Linked DNA regions of Sus scrofa: region 1 is linked to region 2. A link is a contact called in public Hi-C data. All regions are on one chromosome and are shown on one strand. The core of a region is the stretch at or near the end of the contact, and the rest is flanking DNA. Distances in the headings are between cores, read along the strand shown. Region 1 overlaps CLCNKA (chloride channel protein ClC-Kb). Region 2 overlaps SPEN (msx2-interacting protein).

Region 1 (4,509 bases), core at 603-3,102, 77 kb after region 2:
GGAAGCTCCCTCAGGTCTCATCACAAGGACCTGCTTAGGTACCAGGCATCACCTGAGGAGGCACTTTCTCACAATGACTCTGGGAGGGAGGTACCATCACTGGCCCATTTGACAGACACAGAGATATTGAGTCACTCGCCAATAGGTCACACAGCTGGGATATGGGTGGATCCAAGCATCTATTCTTGCCTCCTCCTGGAAACCTGCCACTCACAGGGTGGCCCTGGGCCTCTCCAAGCCTCTCTCTCCTGGGCAGTAAGTGGGCGCTTGAGGGCTGCAGGGCCTGTGGATGACTTCCTGACTCCAGGCTGTTCCCAGCACACATGTGGCTGTACCGGGAGATTGGGGACAGCCACCTACTCCGGTATCTCTCCTGGACCGTGTACCCCGTGGCTCTGGTCTCCTTCTCCTCGGGCTTTTCCCAGAGCATCACGCCTTTCTCTGGAGGTGAGCCCACTCACCACGCCGTCTGCCTGTGTGACTTGCCCCGTATGCCCCTGGGTCAAAGCCTTTTCGTATGCCCCGGGGCTCCTGAGGGGGGACGCAGGCAGCAGTGACCCTGCTTCACAGCCAGAGAAGCCAGGCTCAGAGGAGCCATGTCATCTGCCCAAAGCCACACGGTGAGAAGGCCAGGTCTTGCCTCTTGGGTCACTGCTGGCTCTGCTCCTTTTCTGAGGGCTCCTCTGGGCCAGTGCCAGGGCTCCCCAGGGAGGGGCACACAGAGGGGCACGTGTCTCCCAGGGCCCAACTCTGCCTTCAGCTCCAGGCTAGCAGAGGGGAGGTGCAGGGGTGTCCAGGTGGCCTGAGATTCTCTCCTAGGTCCCCCCATCCCACCACAGCTGTCTGCCAGGCCCAGCTGGAAGAAGGTGGGCAATTCCCATTCCCTCTCTGAACCTCAGCTTCCTCATCTGTAAAATGGGTTCACAAATCCTACCTCAGAGGGTTTAGGGGTCCTGACAAGATCATGCTGCAAAACCCTGTTCAGGGAATGCTCGAAGGGTTGATCTAGAACTTGTCCTTCCCCTTGTCCCCTGACCATCTTTCCCTGCCAAGGTTCTGGAATTCCAGAGCTGAAGACCATCCTGTCGGGCGTGGTCTTGGAGGACTACCTGGATATCAAGAACTTCGGGGCCAAGGTGGTGGGCCTCACCTGCACCCTGGCCGCAGGCAGCACCATCTTCCTGGGCAAAGTGGTATGGGCAGTGTGAGAGCTCCCTATCCCACCCCACCCTGCCTGCTGTTTCCCCATCACCCCTCCAAAGCAGGGTTAGTGGGACTCGGGCCATGCCTGCCTTTGTGGGGGGCTCAGTCATGGGGAGGAGGCAAGATACCTCCCCAGCAGTGAGACAAGTGAGCTGGGGAGATGGGGTGAGGGGTGGGCAGCCACACTGTCTCTGAATGAGGTTTCCTCTGCCTCCCAACCCTGGGCCCCAGGGGGAAGGGGAGAGGAGGAGAAGGAGGGGGAGGAGAGGGAGGAGGGGGAGGGGGAGGAAGGGCTCCATATCTCCCCAAGGGGTGACCCTGTGCCCTGTGCCCACACCTCCCCTGTCAGGGCCCCTTCGTGCACCTGTCCGTGATGATCGCTGCCTACCTGGGCCGCGTGCGCACCAAAACCATTGGGGAGTCGGAGGTAAGGGGCTCAGGCCTCCCGCGCCCCACCCCCCACCCTGGAGGAATGAGACGAAGGGGAAGGCGGGGGTTGGCTCTGAGCCGAAACTCCGATCCCTCCAGAACAAGATCAAGCAAAATGAAATGCTGGCGGCGGCGGCGGCGGTGGGCGTGGCCACAGTGTTCTCGGCGCCCTTCAGCGGTGAGTCCCCCGCGCCCGCCGCCAGGCGGGGTCCCGAGGAGGGGGGCTAATCCGGTCTTGGTCCTTAATGTCAGTCTTTCCGGAAGGGCAGAGCCGCCCCGGGGTGGCGGTGGGGGTGGGGGTCCCAATGCTTCGCGGTTACATTAAACAGACGCCCCTGTGTAACCCCGGGCTGGTGAGTTCAGCTCTCAGAACTCCTCTCCTCATCGGTGACATGGGAATTGTGATCGTCCCCATCCCACAGGCTGTTGTGAGGATCGAGGTGGCCGGGGAGAGCGCTCACAGGCGTGTGCCCTGGGCAGGTGGCGCCCGCCCGCCCTCCCCTCCCCGCCCTCGCTTCAGCTCACGACGGAGGAGAAGGGGTGGCCCTGTCTGCTGGGTCTCTAAGCGAGCAGGACGCGCGGGGTCGGGGCGCCCGGATGGATGCGGGGGGGGGGGGGGCTGTCTGAGCTCAGTGTCGCCCCCAGGCGTCCTGTTCAGCCTGGAGGTCATGTCCTCCCACTTCTCCGTCTGGGATTACTGGAGGGGCTTCTTCGCGGCCACCTGTGGGGCCTTCATGTTCCGCCTCCTGGCGGTTTTCAACAGCGAGCAGGGTGAGCCGCGCCCGGCCCTCCCTCCTGCCCCCCTTCTCCCTCCCGTCTTTTCCTCTCTCTTCCCTCTTCTTCCTCTCCACCCCCTCCTTCTAGGCATGTGGAAAGGAACTGACCTGTATCGGGCATAAGGGATGGGAGCCTTGGGGATAGAAGCGGTCCAGCTGTTCAGGAGGGAGACCCAGGGAGACCCAGGGAGGCCCAGGTAGACCCAGCCAAGCTCAGGGAGGCCCAGGAACGCCAGGACAAGGAGATTCTGGAGCAGACTTGGCACCACCTCCACCCCTGCCTGTTCATTTGAATCCTGGGGCTTAACTGGGGTACGAGAGTGGTCCCTCATCCCTCCTGCCCCTCCTTCCCCAGAGACGATCACCCCCCTCTACCAGACCAGTTTCCGGGTGGATGTCCCCTTCGACCTGCCAGAAATCTTCTTTTTTGTGGCGCTGGGGTGAGTGGGTGCCTCGGGGGACTCCCCTAGCCCGAACTGCTGCCCTTGGTTCTGGAGGGGATCAGGGGGCTGTGGACTCACCTCCCCTCTGCACTCCCCCAGAGCCATCTGTGGCATCGTGAGCTGTGCCTACCTCTTCTGTCAGCGAACGTTCCTCGGTTTCCTTAAAACCAATCGGTTCCTCTCCAAACTGCTGGCCACCAGGTCTGGATAGGGGCTGGGGGCCCCTCAGGGAGATCCTTCCCCCCCAGAGTCAGCCTCCTGAGCCCACAACTGCCTTATATAGAGAGCTGCACCCCCGACTGTATCCCCATCCTCCTACTGAGCCCCCAACCTCCGCACCCACATTCACTTAATGGAGCTCCCATCCCCTCCCTCACACGCCTCTCCGTGTGCCCAGTTTCCTGGGCTACCAACCGCCCCCTCTCCTGAGTCCTCACTCCCTCACTAACCTCCTGCCCCCTCACTGAACCCCCAGTTCACCCAGCCCCCTTTACTGAGCCCCCTAACCTCCCAATCTTCTCTGCCCCCTGGCCTTGGCATTTCAGAGCCCTCTTCTGCCCCGGCTGCTGCACTGGCCCCACCTGCCTGGCTGGGCAGCCCACCTGTCCCCACCTTTCCCATCAGCTCCACCCCTTGTTCCCCAGCAGTGTGGGGCCCTTGGCCGCGCGTCGTCCCTGCTCTGGTCCTTCCTCCTCCTGCTCAGGCCTCAGCGTCAGCCCCAGGGTGGTGGGACCCACTCTTGCTTCCCTCTCCCTGGGGTGGGGGAAGCGGAGGGCCCATCCTGGAGCTGACTCCCCCACCCCGCTTCCACAGCAAGCCTCTGTATTCCGCTCTGGCAGCCTTGGTCCTCGCCTCCATCACCTACCCCCCTGGCGTGGGCCGCTTCATAGCTTCTCGGGTAAGGGGTGCTGAGCTGGGGCGGCCGGAAGGGGGAATGCCCAGTCCTTGTCCACTTTGGGACCATCGTCGTCTTCCGTCATGCCCAGGATACCTATAAGGGGATGGCTTGTGACATTTTACCAATGAGGCATTTGCAGCTGCATGAGGGGCAGAGCCCTTCCCAGGGTCTCCCCGCAACCCAAAGTGGCTGGGAAGGGTTTGAGGCAGGGTCCGGCAGCGAGGGGGTGGCAGGGAACTGCTGCCCAGCCCTCACGCAGAACTCTGCCCTGGCCCCACCCCAGCTGTCCATGAGGGAGCACCTGAACTCACTGTTCGACGACAACTCGTGGGCGCTGATGACCCGGAACGCGTCCCCAGCCTGGCCTGCAGAGCCCGACCCCCAGAACCTGTGGTTTGAATGGTACCACCCACCGTTCACCGTTTTGGGGACCCTCTCCTTCTTCCTGATTATGAAGGTGGGCACCTTGGGGCCCTCTGGGGTGTGCACAGAGCCGAGACCAGCCGTGGGTGGGGCAAGGGCATGTCCCCAGGGATTGTCGCACCTGCCTCTGTCCTCTGCCACTGTGTGGTCCTGAGCAAGTTGCATCAGCTCTCTCTGAGCCTCAGTTTCCTCATCTTTCAAATGGGGTAGGAGTTCCCGTCATGGCTCAGCAGAAGTGAACCTGACTAGCATCCATGAGGACGCAGGTTCGATCCCTGGCCTCGCTCAATGGGTTAAGAATCCAGTGTTGCCGTGAGCTGTGTTGTAGGTTGCAGAT
Region 2 (4,892 bases), core at 1,070-3,569:
GAAGGTGCCCCCAGCCAGCAAGGCCCCTCAGCAGCCAGTGAAAGATGCTGCCAAGACGGCAGATGCCAAAGCTGCCCCCGCCCCAGCCTCTCACGGTGAGGCCCGCATCCTCACAGTCACCCCCAGCAACCAGCTCCAGGGGCTGCCCCTGACCCCGCCCGTGGTGGTGACCCACGGGGTGCAGATCGTGCACTCCAGCGGGGAGCTGTTTCAGGAGTACAGGTACGGAGACATCCGCACCTACCACAGCCCGGCGCAGCTCACACACACGCAGTTTCCAGCTGCTGCCTCCATCGGCCTGCCTCCCCGGACCAAGGCTCCCACTCAGGTGAGCGTGCCCGGGATCTGGCTTCCGGTCCAGATAGTGGGGGAGGTGCCAGCAAGGTCCCTGACGTGTGTTGTTCTTGTGGATTTAAAGAGGAGCGTTCTCAGTGTGGGGCTGAAGGGATCAGATCACAGCTTGGAGAACCCAGGGAGTGGGTAGAGTGCTGGCTTTTGCCTGCATGGGTGAGAAGGCAGGGAAGAGGTGACCATTTTGGGGGACAGGACTGGGGAGAGGTGATCTCTTACCAGAATCCTCAATCCTGAATGCCCATGGGCACACCCATCATGTTAAAGCTCCTTCTGGGGGGCCTGGCGACAGGAGATGGCCCTGCAGCTGACCGGCCCAGGGGCCCATGGCTGGTCGGTTGGGGGCAAGATGTTGTTTGTGCATAACAGGCTCTGACTCCGACCCTTTCTCTCCCCCCACCCCCCAGGGTGCCCCTCCTGAAGGCGAGCCCTTACAGCCCACTCAGCCTGCGCAGTCTTCCCAGCCTCTCCAGCCTGTGCAGTCTGTCCAGCCTGCCCAGCCCACTCAGCCCGCCCAGCTCAGCCAGCCAGGCCAGCCACCAAGCAGCAAGATGCCTCCAGTCTCCCAGGAGGCCAAGGGGACCCAGACAGGAGTAGAACAGCCGCGCCTCCCCAGTGTACCTGCAAGCAGGCCAGCTGAGCCCCATGGCCAGGTCCAGAGGGCGCAGGCGGAAACAAGCCAGACCTCCTATCCCTCCCCTGTGTCTGTCTCCATGAAGCCTGACCTCCCGGCCCCTCTCCCCACTCAGGCTGCCCCAAAGCAGCCACTGTTTGTCCCCACAACCTCAGGCCCCAGCACCCCTCCAGGACTGGCTCTGCCACATACTGAAGCCCAGGCAGCCCCCAAACAAGATTCCTCTCCGCACTTGACTTCCCAGAGGCCCGTGGATATGGTCCAGCTTCTGAAGGTAAGCCTGGGGAGAGGGGGCTCCCCTACCACCCTCCAGGCTCTTGTGCTTGTTTGGTGTCCTAAGATCCCTGCTTGACTGCTGCCTAGGGCCGTGGCCAGCATGGCTCTGTTCTCCAGCCTTGAGCTCACTTGTCTTTGTTTCCTTATGAGCAGAAGTACCCCATCGTGTGGCAGGGCCTGCTGGCCCTCAAGAACGACACAGCTGCTGTGCAGCTCCACTTCGTCTCTGGCAACAATGTCCTGGCCCACCGTTCCCTGCCCCTCTCTGAAGGCGGGCCCCCTCTGAGGATCGCCCAGCGGATGCGGCTGGAGGCCTCACAGCTGGAGGGGGTTGCCCGAAGGATGACGGTAAGACTCGGGGCCCAGGTGAGCAGCTGCCCCACCCACCGGGAGGAAAGGCATGGGTGGCCCCACTGCCTGTGTCTCGGGCTTGCCATGGGGCAAGGTCGTGGCATTCTCGGAGTGGGTGATGAAGAGCATGTTCTGTCTCCACTGGGGATGTCACGTGCCCCTAGACCCAGAGATGAGGCTTTTTTCATTCAACAAACAGAGGGATGGGCTTCAAGGTCATCTCAGAAGTGGGGGCTTTTGTGGATCTAGGGGTCAAATCCCTCTGTCGGAAGGGCCTCTTCTGGGGCTGCTGTTTTGTGAGATGAGTCCTGATCACTGCCGGCTGCCTCTTCCTCAGGTGGAGACAGATTACTGTCTGCTGCTGGCTCTGCCCTGTGGCCGTGACCAAGAAGACGTTGTGAGCCAGACTGAGTCCCTCAAGGCTGCCTTCATCACGTATCTGCAGGCCAAGCAGGCGGCAGGGATCATCAACGTTCCCAACCCTGGCTCCAATCAGGTCAGCCCGGGGTCCTTCCTCGGCAAACACACACGTCTCATCTGGTGACGTATGGCTGCCAGTGCCAGCTAGAGGAGTCCAGGGAAGTTTCCCAGAGGAGGTGGACAAAGGGACAGGCGGAGTGCATGGGTGGGTCTGCCACTGCCCACCCTGGAGTCACGCAGTGGCCAGCCAGACAGCAGAGGTTTTTCTTTAGCTTAACAATATAGAAGAGGTGTGCAGCGGTTCGTTTTCACTGGGTTTTCTTCTGGCAACGTCTCAGAGGCACTGGCTGGTTGGGAGATTGACTCAACCTGGCTCTGTGTTGGGCCTTTAGGGCCCCCAGTTGGAAATGTTTAAGGGAAGAAGGGTAGTGTGTGTGTGAGGGGGTGAGGTGAAGATGGGGTCCCATTTTTCTCTTGTCCCCTTTTCCAGCCCGCCTACGTGCTCCAGATCTTCCCGCCCTGCGAGTTCTCTGAGAGTCACCTGTCCCGTCTGGCCCCCGACCTCCTGGCCAGCATCTCCAACATCTCTCCCCACCTCATGATTGTCATCGCCTCTGTGTGAGCCACTGAATGGTCGCCACGCGGTATATCTTCCTGAGGCTCTGCAGCAAAAAATAAACACAGGACAACCCAGCCAAGTGGAGGAAGAAGCTGCCGAGGGGGACAGACTCCACTGCCTGACGGCCAGCCTCGCCCTCCTGCCCGCCCGCCCGCCCGCCCGCCCTCCCGGCTCAGTCGGACAGACCCCTCTGGGCAGTGGTGCTGCTACTTGTATGTTTACATGACATTTAGCCCAAGGACAGACCACCAACCGATGGACTTGCAGACACCTTGAGGCTGGGTTTCTCTTTTTGGAGAAAAGGAACAGGGCAGTGGAATTAATTTTTTTGTTGTTTTTGTTTTTAAGAAACAAAACAGAACTGCCTTTGCACTAAATTAGTGACTTGGACTTTTGCACAGTGAAGACAGGCTGTGACACTCTGGATGTCTTGGTGTATGTAAACACACATCGCAGACTCTCACGCAGGACTTTGTGAACTCTGCTGAAATCTTGGGGTCAAGGAACATTTCATTGGGTTGTTTCGTCCCCACTCCTTCCCTTCCCTTCCCCTTGCTCATTTGGATGTGTCACCTTTCTTAATTCTCCTGCTGCCACCATCTTTGATTCACCCAGGATGTACAGTTTACAATCAAAAAAGAGCAAACGGAAGGATTTTCTTTCTTGGTGGAATATACAGAACTTGGGATGTGTGTATATATAAATATATAATATATATAAATATATATAATACTAAAAAAAAAAAATCAAATTCCCCGACATACATTTTTTTTAATCTGTGCCAAAAATGTGTTTTCAGAGAAGATCTTATTTTCATACTCAGACTTTGTATTGTCACTCATTTGTATAAGTGCGCTTCGTTACAGCACGGGCCCTGCCCCCGCAATTTGGAAGTGTCACACACACACACACACACACACACACACAAGACTGTACAAAAAGACTGGCTTCCCTTCCTATGACCTTGACCTCTCCCCCAACTTCCTAACACTTATTAATTTATGAAACTTTTTCTCAGCGCAGTTTTGTTTTGTGTGTCCATTGGATTACAAACTTTATTAAAAAATACAAAACACGTCAAGTGTGGATGTGATTGTCACTTGGATGGGAGAACCAAGGGTCCTTGGCTCATGGGAACAGCTAGTCCTTATCCCACTCCCACCAAACCTACATGGGACCTATTGCCTTTCTGCCACAAATCTTCCCCAAAGATAATTTTATCTTGTACGCAAGTTTTTCATTTTTTGAACCATTTTTCAGTGCTGTGGTGTAAATTGGACACTTCGAATTCCCCAATTGGTTCCTGGGTAAACATCAAAGGCACTTCAGATTTAGATAAAGAATAAAGCCACCTCCCACTCAAATTCAGAAACAGCGTAAGTGGGCTTTGGGGTCCTGTCTCTTGCCCCTGCCTCCTCCAGGTGTGCTGCAGGCTGGCCCTGCAGCGGCAGAGGCACAGCCTGGCCTCTCCCTGCTCCGGAGAGAATGGGATAAGTGGGCCAAGCTTCCCCTGCGGCTGGGGAGGTGGGCGTAGGGGGACGGAGACACAAGGCCCGGAAGGTTGGTCTCACTTGCAGGATCCCTGGGGCTCCTCCAAACAGACCTATGTACGCTGTGCACGGAGATGGTACCGTCTGCAAGGGAGGGAGTCCAGCTGCTGGAGGCGAGCTGCGTGGAAAAGCAGCCGCAACGGCAGCTTGCGTCTCCTTACTGACAGGAGTGAAAGTGAGCTGCGTTACTGTCCTGATGGCTGATTCCAAGCAAGTAAGTGTCCCCAGAAGATGACACCGGCTTGGCCGTGATCTTCGGGCCAAGATAACTGCGAAGTGGGTGTGGAGCTCTCCCACTTTCCTAAGCCCACCAGAAGCAGGCTTGTGGCCTGCTGGCTCTGGTGCTGTGCCTATCCTGCTACTCTGACTGCACGGGCCCCTGTGCTGGGCTCTGTATGGGTGGCCTGGATCCTGTGGTGACGCTCTGCGGGCCCAGCTCTCAGTCCCTGGGCAGAGGGAGCAAGGTCACAGCTGTGCTCCACGACAGAGAGACGGAGAGGGGAGGTCCGGTCCCCAGGCCGAGCGGACGGGAAGCCTCACGAGGAGAGCAGGTGAGGGGATGGGGCTCATGGAGCCGAGCTTCTCTGGCCTTGAGCGTGCTGCCCCGGCTCCGACTCCTCAGGCAAAGCATCCTAGACAGCTCCCGGGTCTCCAGGCCCACTCTGCAAAGGGACAGCCGGGCCTTCCCAAG

The links. Hi-C and Micro-C count contacts between places; a contact is called where the count stands out from the background.
Region 1: a contact with region 2 is called in a Hi-C map of embryonic fibroblasts, with 3 times the contacts expected there. The contact joins two enhancer-like sites. A contact is called at or near these places in 4 of 47 Hi-C or Micro-C datasets (embryonic fibroblasts and fetal heart ventricle) and 1 of 2 datasets of contacts at active chromatin or transcription factors (skeletal muscle).

The regions. Positions count from the first base shown.
Region 1 is chr6:75,180,964-75,185,472 of Sscrofa11.1, forward strand. CLCNKA (chloride channel protein ClC-Kb) reads left to right here. Exons shown (of 19, transcript XM_021095408.1): 4 at 319-447; 5 at 1,054-1,193; 6 at 1,553-1,630; 7 at 1,732-1,810; 8 at 2,278-2,403; 9 at 2,764-2,848; 10 at 2,951-3,052; 11 at 3,665-3,749; 12 at 4,033-4,206. Among named protein-coding and RNA genes, the nearest start is that of CLCNKA, 4.3 kb to the left of the region's middle. Within about 2 kb of position 1,853, at least 26 of the 83 cell types and tissues checked have an H3K27ac peak or open chromatin away from gene starts, as enhancers often do.
Region 2 is chr6:75,103,737-75,108,628 of Sscrofa11.1, forward strand. SPEN (msx2-interacting protein) reads left to right here. Exons shown (of 16, transcript XM_021095393.1): 12 at 1-328; 13 at 759-1,259; 14 at 1,415-1,609; 15 at 1,950-2,108; 16 at 2,523-3,732. The coding sequence ends at 2,654. Among named protein-coding and RNA genes, the nearest start is that of ZBTB17, 38 kb to the right of the region's middle. Within about 2 kb of position 2,320, at least 3 of the 83 cell types and tissues checked have an H3K27ac peak or open chromatin away from gene starts, as enhancers often do.